2 separate regions of the Triticum aestivum genome follow, and region 2 is linked to region 1. Evidence: chromatin contacts called from public Hi-C data. All regions are on one chromosome and are shown on one strand. The core of a region is the stretch at or near the end of the contact, and the rest is flanking DNA. Distances in the headings are between cores, read along the strand shown. Region 1 holds the start of LOC123071744 (RAN GTPase-activating protein 2). Region 2 holds the start of LOC123071749 (BTB/POZ and TAZ domain-containing protein 3).

What was found. Hi-C and Micro-C count contacts between places; a contact is called where the count stands out from the background.
Region 2: a Hi-C map of leaf shows a contact between it and region 1, with 5 times the contacts expected there. The contact joins the promoter of LOC123071749 here to the promoter of LOC123071744 in region 1. A contact is called at or near these places in 2 of 5 Hi-C or Micro-C datasets (both in leaf).

What each region holds. Positions count from the first base shown.
Region 1 is chr3B:686,982,052-686,988,340 of IWGSC CS RefSeq v2.1, reverse strand. LOC123071744 (RAN GTPase-activating protein 2) reads left to right here and starts at 2,928. Exons shown (of 2, transcript XM_044495330.1): 1 at 2,928-3,197; 2 at 4,458-6,289. The coding sequence starts at 4,489. The coding sequence ends at 6,153. LOC123071746 (putative metallophosphoesterase At3g03305) reads left to right here. Exons shown (of 4, transcript XM_044495332.1): 3 at 1-1,572; 4 at 1,667-2,132. The coding sequence ends at 1,783.
Region 2 is chr3B:687,264,089-687,270,835 of IWGSC CS RefSeq v2.1, reverse strand. LOC123071749 (BTB/POZ and TAZ domain-containing protein 3) reads left to right here and starts at 3,535. Exons shown (of 6, transcript XM_044495334.1): 1 at 3,535-3,748; 2 at 4,379-4,706; 3 at 4,811-4,941; 4 at 5,074-5,380; 5 at 5,608-5,921; 6 at 6,325-6,568. The coding sequence starts at 4,404. The coding sequence ends at 6,472. It overlaps LOC123071748 (LETM1 domain-containing protein YLH47, mitochondrial), which reads left to right. Exons shown (of 15, transcript XM_044495333.1): 7 at 81-207; 8 at 347-411; 9 at 531-699; 10 at 1,066-1,233; 11 at 1,416-1,463; 12 at 1,674-1,793; 13 at 2,106-2,188; 14 at 2,313-2,428; 15 at 2,515-2,961. The coding sequence ends at 2,591.

The DNA.
Region 1 (6,289 bases), core at 1,679-4,178:
GGTCGGAAACATCTGTTTGTTGGCTTCGATAGCACAATGGAGATCGGACTTAGGGGCCCAACGAATTTATTTGGGCATCCAACTGACAAGCAGCTTATAGAACTGGACCAATCACTGTCGCAGTGGGACACTGACTTCAACAAGGCTCCAGTTACAAAAATTACAGTTGGGCACTTCCCGATGTCTTTCTCGGCATTAACAGAATCAGGAAAAAGTATCAAGGATGTCTTTCTGAAGCACTCATTAGCAGCATACTTGTGTGGACATCTTCACACAAGGTTTGGCAAGAATTTGAAGCGTTACTATCATCGAGCAACTCAGGAACCATCACTGTATGAACACTACTACCAATCTAACATGCACCAAGGCTATGCAATGCCGAGTGCTGAAGAGAACTGTTCTGAAGCAGCAGCACCTTTTGAGGAGTTCTGGGAGTGGGAGATTGGCGATTGGAAAAGGAGTAGAAGTATGAGGATATTAGCAATTGATGATGGATTTGTCTCCTTTACTGACATAGATTTCAGGTTAGGCTCAAAAAGTGTAATTATACTACCTACCTTCCCTCTGGACTCGAGATTTATGCAGAGAACATCTGCTCCTCGTGATTTCAAATGTCACACCATGGGAGCTTCAACTTTTGATACGGTGAGGGCGCTTGTATTCTCTCGACATGAGATAGTAACTGTCTTAGCAAAGATATATGACTCAAGACCAGGAAACCTTGAAGTGGTATTCGACAGCGAAATGAAAAGAGTGAGTGCCAATGATTCTAGAGGAGATATGTATTTGATTCCGTGGAACTGGAGAGCATTTGCAGATCCTTCTCCAGATCGGTACTGGCTGCAAATCGAAGCGATGGATATAACAGGTGACATTAGTGTCAGCCAGTTGAGGCCATTCTCTGTGAATGGGTTGTTTGCAGAAGTTAACTGGACATGGAAGGAGTTTTTCGTGATGGGCATCCAGTGGGCGTCGGTATATCACCCCGCACTGCAGTGTGTTCTTGCTCTGATTTTCACACTGCTTCTTGTGCCACGAGCTTCAGTAGTGCTACTTAAGGATCAACAATCTGTGTACACATATCTGCGTGCAGGCGGTAGTCAGTATACATCACTGAAGTATCTACTTGGTGGTTTTATCTGGCTTTTTGTTGAGCTGTCCAGGATGATTCTTGTGTGGTCTTTGCTGTTGGTGTATATAATCTATCTGTTGGTCTTCCCTTGGTTTTCTGGTCACCCTGTAACCGAGGATAGTAGCCTCGCATCCATGACATTCAGAGGTTGGGCTCTTAAAAATGGTATGAAAACTTTCCATGCCGGCACTCCAGACGTCATGGTCATCGTTCTACCTCACCTCTGTTTTGTGGTATTGCCTACGATTGTGATTCTTGCCGCGATGGCTGCCGAGAGGACTGCATTCCGAGAACACTACCTCTCACAGTCAGGAAAGAAGAAAGATGATCCCCACCAAAAGAGCAGGAGAGAGGTAGGGCATGATAGCTTGTGGAGCGGTCGCTGGATAAGGAAAATCTTCATCGCTTTCTGTTTGGTGGTTCTGTGGAAACACTGGAAGGTATTATTATTTCCTTTTAAAATCATGCAAATCTTCTGTGATGCGGTTTTATGCCTACTCTGAAGATACTGATGACGCCTTCACAATCTTGCAGCTGTGCAGAGCTCTTATGAAGGCCTATGCCATGGACCCTCTGCTCCATTCTCCGGTGCTCTTCTACTTCATACCGGCGCTCATGGCGTTTGCTGTCTACAGAACCTTGTCCATTTAGCTGTTTCAGGGCCCTGCTCGGAGCACCGTGCTATATTTCGGCAGAGTTGCAAAGGCACTGCAGACGAAGCACCGTGCTATATTTCGGCAGAGTTGCGAAGGCACTGCAGGCGGAGCACCTCGCGGCTGAAGATTTTATTGGCCGGGTCACTCGCTACTACTTTTTTGTTTGTTTCTTTTGGAGAGTAGATCTGTTAGACCATCTATCTAACATGCATAAAGACACTGTCAGCATTGTACTGGACATAATTTATACAGACTAAACGCGTCATTTCTTCAGAACTAGGGAGTTAAGAACTTATTAACACTGGGTGAAATTCTTTGAGCCCTTGCAATGAGCAACACCATTCCGTGTCCGATGTTTGGGATGGTAATGTCGTCCGACTCACCTCCCATGGAAGCTTTAGCATGCCTATGATGAGCAGTTTTTTTTCTTTTTTTTTGCTAGGTAGAATCAAGAAATCTCAGAAATGGATGTTGCACCCCTCTTTGTTCAGTCATTTGTACTCCCTTGTCAATTGTAGGGGGAATTATGCCCGTACACTCAGTTCAGCTGGAGAATGGAAATTCCTCCCATATTACAGGTTTTCTCCTCTGGCTATTGGCTGACAATCGTCTTTTGAGCAGGGGTAAACTGGCCAAACCCGACCTTCTCTGGATGTTACACTCTCAGGGATGAACTGCCAAAACGTCTTATGTATACTCCCTCTGTCTGGACATGTGTTAGATACGTCCGTTTGAGTGACAACTAATTCCGGACGGATGGCGTATGTGTTTTGACGCCTGTGCTTACATGGGAAAACCCGATCGTCACTTTTTGCCGTCGTGGTAATGAGACCAGGGGGAAATTTTGCCAAACAAAGCACTGAGTGAATGAAAGAAATCATCGCGCCACGTGCCTACGCGATAGACAATGATAGATCCGCCGCCCTGGCAACACCGCCGCAGGCAGGCAGAGTCCGCGCAGATTTGAATTTCGAAATCCAGATCGCCCCGGGCGCTCTCGCCTTTCTTTTTTTTACCCCACGCTCCCCAAACTCCTGTCGATCGTCCGGCCGAGCGTCGCCCCCCGCTCCTCGAACCCCCGGATCGGACGGCCACGGAGCCACCCCGCAGCCCGCAACCGTGTCCAGAAACCCTACGCCCCCACCCCCCGCACTACACAAACCCCACGCTCCGCCGGCCGCCGCATCTTCCTCTCCCAGTCGCTACCCCCTGACACCGCCCCCACCCAAGGCGATCTCCCGGCGAGCCGTCTCCACCCTCCCCGCCGCGCCTCGCCGCGCCGCCTCCGCCCCCGGTCGACGTCGCTGGCCTCGGGTGGAAGCGGCCGCCTCTAGCCCCGAGCCCGAAGCCGACGCCGCCGCGGCCGTCCCCCCTCCCCGAGTACACGCTCGCCGCCGTCTGGATCCAAGGTGAGGAAACGCGAGCACGGGTCTCCATGCCCTGTTCGCCCCGCGAATCCCCCCTAGACCCGCGACAAGATCGATGTGCCCCTCGCATCGCATCTCAGATCTGCTACCTCGTGATTTCGAAATAGATATCTGTGAATCTGCTTGTCCCGCCGCGCAGTTCCGTTGTTCTTCCTGATGGCACGGGCGTTGGGCGCTGTGATGCGTGTACGGCGTGCCTGCGTATGTGCTGTTTTGCGTCCTAGCTACTACGTAATGCAGTTGTCGGAACCAAGCTACCAATCTGTTTTGTTCTTCTTCTGCAACCTAGCGGAAGACAAGTAGTACGGTCCTGTCCCGCGTATGTACATGTACGGCTGGTTTGATTTCTGAGTACAGAGAGTACTACTTGCTTGCTCTTAGTTCTAACCTAAGTGGCCAATGTTGCTGGATTCTTAATTAGTTAGGTGTCAATTTAGGTGCATATTAGTACAGTACTAGTTATTTTCATTAGTCTGCTCAGTTATCTAAACCCTGGTAATCTGCTTTCGTTTTCATCATGCCAATCGACTCGAAAATTCCATGGACCAAATCTACCTGGCAGTGTGTTAATTATCTACATGATCGTTTCATCATTTTTAGCTAAAGCAGCATGTAATTGGATCCTTATTGTCAAACAGCATGTAAAGAATCTCTCAAGGCTTCAGTGCTATTCAGGACATTTATGCTCCACAGTTCAGACAGCTAGTTATAAAATGACTTTACTTCTTTCTCATAGCACACAGCCCACAGCTACTTTCCTGCTGACACACAGCTGAACCAAACACAGCCGTAGTAACATTACACATTAATTTTTTTCTTGTGTTTGGTTGAAGTCCTGTTATGTTGTACTCCCTCCGTCCAGAAATACTTGTCATCAAAATGAATCAAAGGGGATGTATCTAGATGTATATTAGTTCTAGATACATCCCTCTTTATCCATTTTGATGACAAGTATTTTCGGACGGAGGGAGTAACTGCCAGTTGTGTCATTGATTTCCTATGTAAAACGATCACTTTCAGCGAAATGCTTGTCTTTACCAATTGACGATGTTGTTTGTCAACTGTAGACTTAACTATGTTTTACTACTTGGTGTTTTGTTGTATCCTTGGTGATAGTAGTGTTGGGTACCCTCAGGGACAGGCCCTTCAATTGCTCCACTAATTTCATTGTTTACTTATTAATACTCCATTACTTCCTGTAATCTGGGATCATGCTAATTCCTACACTTGTTGATTTACCAGCAGGTTATTGTGTGAAGTGCCACGTGTCCACATGGCTTCAGCGGCGCAAGATTTCCAGCCCCGGACATTCTCCATCAAACTGTGGCCACCGAGTGAAAGCACTCGTCTGATGCTTGTAGAGAGGATGACCAAGAACCTGTCCTCTGAGTCAATCTTTTCTCGCAAGTATGGCCTTTTGGGCAAAGAAGAGGCCCATAAGAATGCCAAAAGGATTGAAGAGATGTGCTTTGCTTCTGCAGATGAGCATTTCAAGAAGGAGCCTGATGGTGATGGGAGTTCTGTTGTCCAGCTATATGCAAAAGAAACAAGCAAGCTGATGCTGGAAGTCCTCAAAAAAGGTCCGGGGACGACTGCGGAACCAGAAGCACCTGTTATTGATACACCTATTGAGCCTGCTGATACTGTGTTTGATATATCTGGTGGCAAGCGTGCTTTCATTGAGGCAGAAGAAGCAAAGGAACTTCTGAGTCCACTAACAGAACCAGGAAACTCATATAGCAGGATTTGCTTGAGCAACAGGAGCTTTGGTATTGGTGCTGCCAATGTTGCCGGGCCAATTCTTGAATCAATAAAATCTCAGCTCAAGGAGGTAGATATTTCAGATTTTGTTGCCGGAAGACCTGAGGATGAAGCCCTTGATGTGATGCGGATATTCTCCAAAGCTTTAGCAGGGTCTGTACTGAGATACCTCAACATCTCTGACAATGCTTTAGGCGAGAAGGGTGTGAGGGCATTCACAGAGCTGCTAAAATCACAGGGCAACCTGGAAGAACTATATGTGATGAACGATGGCATATCAGGGGAAGCTGCTAAGGCTCTGTCTGAGCTTATTCCTTCAACTGAGAAGCTTAAGGTTCTCCACTTCCACAACAATATGACTGGTGATGAAGGTGCTATGTTCATTGCTGAGATGGTCAAGCGTTCTCCAAATCTCGAGAGCTTTAGGTGCTCTGCAACAAGGATAGGATCTGATGGTGGAGTGGCATTGGCCGAGGCACTGGGGACATGCACTCGTCTGAAGAAGCTTGATATCAGGGACAACTTGTTTGGCGTTGAGGCAGGGGTGGCTCTCAGCGAAACGCTTCCAAAGCTTGGAGATCTTGTTGAGCTGTACCTCAGCGACCTCAACCTCGAGAACGAGGGCACCATAGCAATCGTGAATGTCCTCAAAGAGTCTGCACCTCAGCTGGAGATCCTTGAGATGGCAGGAAATGAGATAACCGCCGAGGCAGCCAAACCTCTGGCGGAATGCTTGACAGCAATGCAGTCGCTCAAGAAGCTGACCTTGGCTGAGAATGAGCTGAAGGATGCTGGGGCAGCGGCGGTCGCGAAGTCTCTGCAAGAGGGCCACCCAGATCTGAAGGAGCTTGACGTGAGCACCAATCTGTTTCAGAGGTCTGGAGCCCGCTGCTTTGCCCAGGCGGTCGCAAACAAGCCTGGGTTCGTGCTGCTGAACATGAACGCGAACTACATCCCTGAGGAAGGGATTGACGAGGTGAGGAAGATCCTGAAGGCAGGCGAGAACTCGGCGGACGTGCTTGGCCCGCTGGACGAGAACGAGCCCGAGGGGAACCCTGATGACGAGGACGAAGAAGAGGATGATGATGATGAGGCAAAGTATGGGGACGATAATGGGAAGGATGCTGGTCTCGGCTCGAAGCTGCAGGACCTGAAGGTTGAGGCGGAGGAGGACTAAGCCCCCCCCTGCTTTTTTGCTCCGGTTTCAGCTTATGAAATGTTTGCTGGACCGGCTGGAATTTCGCAGAATGATAAGAAACTCGTCGCTGTGGCCGGCTCAATTGTGTTTGAACCGAGCCGAGCAGCCTGTTTTG
Region 2 (6,747 bases), core at 2,286-4,785, 280 kb before region 1:
GGTTCTGGCAGTCATAAATTTGTAGAAATGGGCCATTAGAGCGAAAGCTGAGTTGCTAATCTGCCTCCTTTTCTGGCTAGTATAAAAGATGACGATATATTAATACAGAGAGAAGGTGTAGCCTCTCTCAGTGAAAATGAACTCCGTCAGGCCTGCAGGGAGAGAGGCCACCTTGGTTTGCTTCCAGTAGAAGAGATGCGTGAAGAGGTGATCTCATAACTTCTCCAGTTACTATACAATAGATGCCTGTAGTCACTTCCTATTCAACAATGGTTGCTAGTCAATAGTTGATGGTTTTATCACTTGAGGAGAATATGTTTGCTTACCTTCTTCTGCCTCTGCGCAGCTGCAAGATTGGTTGGACCTGTCTCTCCACTGTGAGGCGCCATCTTCTCTACTTATACTATCTAGGTGACTGAAATTTTCTGATTTATATATTGCTCTAAATAATGTCCCGTGTGACAACTATATGAACTTTGTAAAGCTGGCACATGCCCTGTTTCATTGACTGGTTATAATATTTTTTGTAGAGCTTTTACAGTTTCTGGCAAGATGAAGCCTGAGGATGTTGCAGCTACACTATCATCCCTTCCTGACAACATATTCGGAAGTGTGGGTCTTAGCTTGCCATCTGAAGATGCTCTTTCAGCTAGGAAGAGGAAGTTGGAGTTCTTGAAAATGCAAGATAAACTTATCAAGGTCATCTAAGTCATCTACAATATTTACTTGGGAGTAACATTATTTCTACTTCAGTTCACCTTTTTATAGTTAAAACTTAAAAGGCATATCAGTTCCCAATGACGGATTAATCGAATTCTGGGCGGGAGCAACGAACCTATTTGAAGTGGCCCATTTCGTACCAGAAAAGCCATGTATGAACAGCAGAACAAGGGTTGATTTTACTTTCACACTTAGCTACTCTAGGTTGGGGAGTAGGGCCAGGGGAGTCCATTTTCCATGTATGCCCACTGCTATTGATGAGTTTACTACTAATGTTTCTTGTTCTTTTCCTCTGTCTATTCTCTGCTGCCTTTTTGGCTTGAAAAGTTTCTTTACACGTTGCAGGAAGAAGAAAATGAAGAAGAGGACATGGTGAAGTTGGAAGACAAGGGCGGGTCGTGCAATAAATTCAGTGTCAAGGAAGCTGGTGATCTGGCAAGAAAGAGAATGTTAGAGAAACAGGAAGAGCTTTGCAAAGTTAGTCAGGCATTAGCTCTTTTGTCTTCTGCATCGGTAAGATTTCAATAGAATGCTTGCACATGTCTGTTAATAGATACTCCCTCCGTCCGGAAAAGCTTGTCCGAAGCTTGTTCCTCAAATGGATGTATCTAGCACCATTTGAGGGACAAGCTTTTTCGGACGGAAGTAGTAGTAGTTACTGAAACTTTCTGTTTGTTGATTTGTTTCTCTTGCAGTCAACTAGCAAGGAGCGTCAAGAATTCCTAAGCCTTGTGCACAGAGAGGTGAATCTAGCGCATATTATTTTCTTATCCGCAATAAGGCTAACCAGTACCTTCAACTTTTCACAATAAGATTAAGCAGTTGCATCCAGCTCACTAATATATGTTCTAATGAATTTTATCTCATTATTATTATCTGGAAAAAAAGGTGGATTTTATCTGACGATCTCTACCTGCTCGCATTCTCTCAAAAACATTATTTTTCTTGTGCAGATAGAACTGTACAACTCACTGCGTGAAGGTTCGACAGCAGAGGATGCCAATGAGGCATACACAGCTGCGAAGGGGAGTAATTCCGCTAGAAGTTCGGTATCCATGGCACTCATGAAAAAGGTATTGCTCATTGTTGAACCTATTTTATTTATTTATGTGGCCGTATGCATCGTTCTGATGTAGAGGCCGGGGAGTCCCCCCTTTTTGAAAAAAAATGTGAAGTACAGTACGTATTTATTAGTTTATCAGATCTTTGAAAAGTGCAGTAGGTCTGTAGGGTCAACAAAAATGAAATTGAACCCATTTGGTTGTCATGAGTTGAGGTTCTCCCGTTTCTAACGAACATCCACTATCCTGATAATTACCAGTCTGTTTCTTCATCCTGGCCATCTCTGACCTGTAACATCTGGTGTGTTCTGCTTTTTCTCGCAGATAAATGCCATGCTCAAGGAGCTGACAAAGGAAATAGATGATGTAGACACGGCCATTGGTGATGGTTGGCAGCTTCTGGACAGGTAACTCTTTGATTTTTTTTTTGTTATGTAGACAAGTCTAGACGACATGAGACTACGATCTCGTAGTAGAGTATTATCAACATGAGACCATATTATATTGTGGCATCATGATGATTTCCTGAAGGGACCGTGACGGTAAGGTCACTTCGGAGGAGGTGGCAGCCGCGGCCGCGTACCTGAAGCACAACTTGGACAGTGCAGGCATCGAGGAGCTCATCGGGAGCCTCTCCAAAGATAAAGGTAATTTTAGGACACGATAGCCACGCTCCTGTCGATACTGCTTGACCGTATTGACACGTACTGCTGTGTCCACGCTTGGATCACAGACGGCAAGATCCTGGTTGAGGACATCATCAGGCTTGGCACACAAGCTGAGGAGGCAGAGCCCGACGACGATGACTGACGGCGGCATCTGGCACCAAGAATCAAGAGAATCACCATCTCTTTTTGTAACTCATGTCGTCGTGGCCCGTCGGCCTAATCTTCTTTCTGAAGCCTAGACACGTGAAAACGCTGTGAACCCTCATCAATTATTTCCACTCCCCGGCACACGGTTTGCCTCGACGTCTGTGCACGACCCTCCCGTCACTGTCGCCCCGTGTGTCATGGATGATGGCAGCGGCGGCCGCCAGCCGCGCCGTGCCGTGCGTGTGATTCAATTCAACTCGCCGTCGAAACGGACGCTTTGGTTCGCCGCCCACCGGAAGCCTCGGCGCCGGAACGGGACAAGCGGAGAGGTCCACCTCCTAGTCGGCTACACGGAAGATAGTACAAAAAGAAAGAAAGAAAGAATCGGGATCCGGATCCGGGGCCTCCAGAAGACCACAGAGGTAGCCCAGGGTTCCAGTACTGCTACTGTTTATTATCCTCCTGCTGCTGCTGCCGCTGCCGATAGGGGAGGATAATGTAGTATCGTTTTGACTGACCCGCGTTGCTGCTGCGGATCCGAGGGCGGGTTTATATTCATCGGTAGCTGTTCATCCGCCGTGCACGCACGCACGGAGGGCGGTGACCCGAGCCGAGCAGGCCACTCCTTTCCTTGTCCGCTTTCTCCCACTTGGACAAGTACGCCTCCGCATCCATACCCACACGAGCGGACTGAACTGGTAGGCCCACCTTCCAGTTCTGTGCCGTGGGGCCACCGTCCTGTGAGAAAGTGTGCGTCTTCTGTGCCGTGGGCGGCGCCGGCGTGTGGCCACGTGGCGCGATCCTACTGGCCCGGGCGGCGCGTCCTTTCCACGTGAAGACATATATGCGTGAGTCGGCTCCGTCCTACTTTTTGCCCTCTCATCACTTCACAGCCGTGGCGGGCAGTGACATGCGGGGCCAGGCCTTCTGTGGGGGACTCGTGTCAGCCACACGCAGCACGTGGCCCCCTCCCCCCGGCCTGCGTGGGCGTGTGGCCAAGCAGGAAGGACAACACAAGCAGGCTTCAAAAGCTCTGCAATAGTGGAGACTGAAGAGACGGTAGTGGTGCAGCCCAGCTTCTTCTTTCTCTTCCCGTCGTCGCTTTTACAGAGAGAGGCTCCGGCGACTCCGACCACTCGAGCACGATCTCAGGTGAGCACGCAAGCTTCGATTTGTTCCAATCCCAAGTCCCCTCTCGCGTCTCTCTTCTTCCCCGTCGATTTTCCCTCTCTGATGGTCCCAAGGACCTGGGAGCCATGGCTCTTCTTGAGTGAGGAGCTGAAGAATATCTGAGCGGAGAATCATCTGATCAGCTCAAAATTTGACAACATTTTAGCAATTCTCGGTTTCTTTTTTCTGGGGAGTGGAAGTCTCATGGAACGCCTCAGAGTTCAGAAATACTAGTCTGATTCCCTGGTTTATGGCCTCTGTGATGTTCAGTTGGACAGGAAATTCTTACAATTTCCTTCAGGGTTCAGGAGAGAAACACATGGATGTAATTCTGTGCATCTTTTCCTTCAACTCACTATTACTAGTATGAAGTAACTTCTGAAACACAGTACTCATTAATTAATTTATTTATTATCTGCTGAAGATATCGAGTAATTAGTAATGAATCACTTGCCTTACGTTATGCCTTTGGTTTCTTCTATCTATTTATAACAACTTCTTCCTGAACCTTGCTTCAAAGAAAGTACTACTTGCGCTGCCGTATGGGCACTACAAAAACTTGAGCAGGTTGTGTTCTCAGCTGTCTTCTCTCTTGATCATTTTGGCCTGCAGGGTCAAAGCAGGAGGCACACCTTTGATGGCGCCCCTGGAGTCAGGCTCCTCACAACCCTTCTTCGACAGCAGTGCGATCGACGGCCCGTTCGATATCTACGAGTGCGGTACCTTGGCAGGTACCAGAGTTGTGCCAGATCCACCTCCATTACCTGGAACTTCTTATGGCAAGCAGAGAGCTTCCAGGAAAGCAAAAGAGACTCGTTGTGTTCATGTCCCTGAGGAGGTCCAGGACTGCTGGAACAGGCTATTCTTGGAAGGATATCAAGCCGATGTCCGCGTGTCGACGGATGATGGGAGCGAGATTTTATCGCATTCATGCATTCTTGTGAGTACAGTTTTCTGCCTCTCTTCCTGAAATGGCCTCACACCCACTAGAACAGAGGCAGGTTTTGATCTTATGTAAGAAGATCTTGGTCTCGTCTCCTACAGGGCATCAGATCTCCCGTTCTGAGAAGTATGCTGGAAGAAGCTAGAGTGGAAGATGGTCTCAGAAACATCCTGATTTCCGGTGTACCATCTCAAGCAGTCCGTGTCTTCATCAGATTTCTGTATTCTTCACGGTATAAGTGTGAACTGTATTCTTCATGCCTGAATGTTTGTGTTTCTTCAGAGTTTTCAGTATGGTCTCTTCTTTGACCACAAGAGATAGCATGACAGAACCTTACATTCATGTCGTTTTCTCTCTTGTGAAGCTTTGAGCAGGATGAGATGAAGAAATACGCCCTTCATTTGCTCGTACTCTCTCATGTTTACTCGGTACAATCTCTGAAGATCGTCTGTACCGACCAGCTCGAGAGGTTTTTTCTCGCTCCTGATAACGCGGTGGACGTTCTACAACTTGCACGGCTATGTGACGCACCAAGGCTCTCACTCATCTGTACTCGTATGATCACTGGAGATTTCAAGACCATCTCTCTGTCAGAAGGGTGGAAAGTGATGAGACGGGCCAACCCGAGCCTGGAGCAAGAGCTTCTTGAGTTTCTTGTTGAAGTGGACACAGTGAGTTCTCTGAAACAGAGCATCCTATTATGGCTTAATCACTAGTTGCTCCACCCCGCAACATCTCGGTTGTTCGAATTACTCGTCTTGCTATATGTTATGTGTATGATCTTCCACATGACGCACACACCTAGAATGCTTATACCTGCTGACGGAATTTTTGTAGCTGCACATCTACATACTGTCATGGTTCATAATCATTGTTCTCAAAACTGAATTTGACACAGAGAAGGCAAGAAAGAGCTAAAAGGCTGGAGGAAAAGAAGGTTTATCTTCAGCTGTATGAAGCTATGGAAGCTCTTGTTCATATATGCCGAGACGGTTGTAGGACAATTGGTCCCTGGGATCAGAAACTGAAGGGCAGTCAGGCTGTTTGCAAGTTTCCTGCCTGCAAGGGCATCGAGTTGCTGGTGCGCCATTTCTCGGCATGCAAAATGCGGGTGCCGCGTGGCTGCGCCAACTGCAAGCGCATGTGGCAGCTTCTTGAGCTGCATTCGCGAATGTGTTCCACACCAGGCACCTGCAGGGTTCCTCTGTGCAGGTGAGGTCTCTTGTCTTTGTTGGTCAGGATCATTTCATTCAGACACACAAGTTTTTTAGGTTAATACTACGTAGTACAACAGATGCTTGCTTTCATACCATCTCAGAATATATTTTTAGTCCCTCTTTTCCAAATGGGGCACCCCCTACTAGCTTCATCTCCATAAACTGAAGGTAGGTGGACTTACCAGACAGACAAACATAGCAGTTAAAATTCAGAAGACCAGGAAGAAGAACACATCAGATTTCTAGTTGCCTTCCTCACTCACACACCATATGCTCCAGAAAAGAAATTGGACTCAATTGACCACAATAGGAAATTTACTGCTGTACGCATACCATGCCACTTCTTCAGCATTTCTGTTGTATTCCCTTCATTGGTATACTATTTGTACATGTTGCAGGCATTTTAAGGATAAAATGCGGCATCGGAGCAAGAAAGAAGAAATCAAATGGGTCCTATTGGTGTGTAAGGTCCTAGGGAGTAAAGGAACAATTGATTCCGTCCTAAAAGCGAGAAAAATTTCACCCCTCAAGCCAATTGGAGCTTGACGTGTAGTTCGACAGTAATAACGTGAGCAGTGACAGTAAGTACAGGTGTGTATCATCTAGGTTTGAGTTGAGTTACAGATGATGGCGACTGCAGAAGGTGCTTTTGCCATGGTCAATGACTATGCTGGCAGGGGGCTTGACATTCTAGCTTGCACATGGGAGGTGGTTAACATGCGCTTCTACTGACCTCGCCTACCGCTGCTCTGTTGCTGCAATCTCCTCGATCTTGTCCTCGCCAACTAGGTAGCTCTGCAATTCCAGTGGAAACGTGTTAA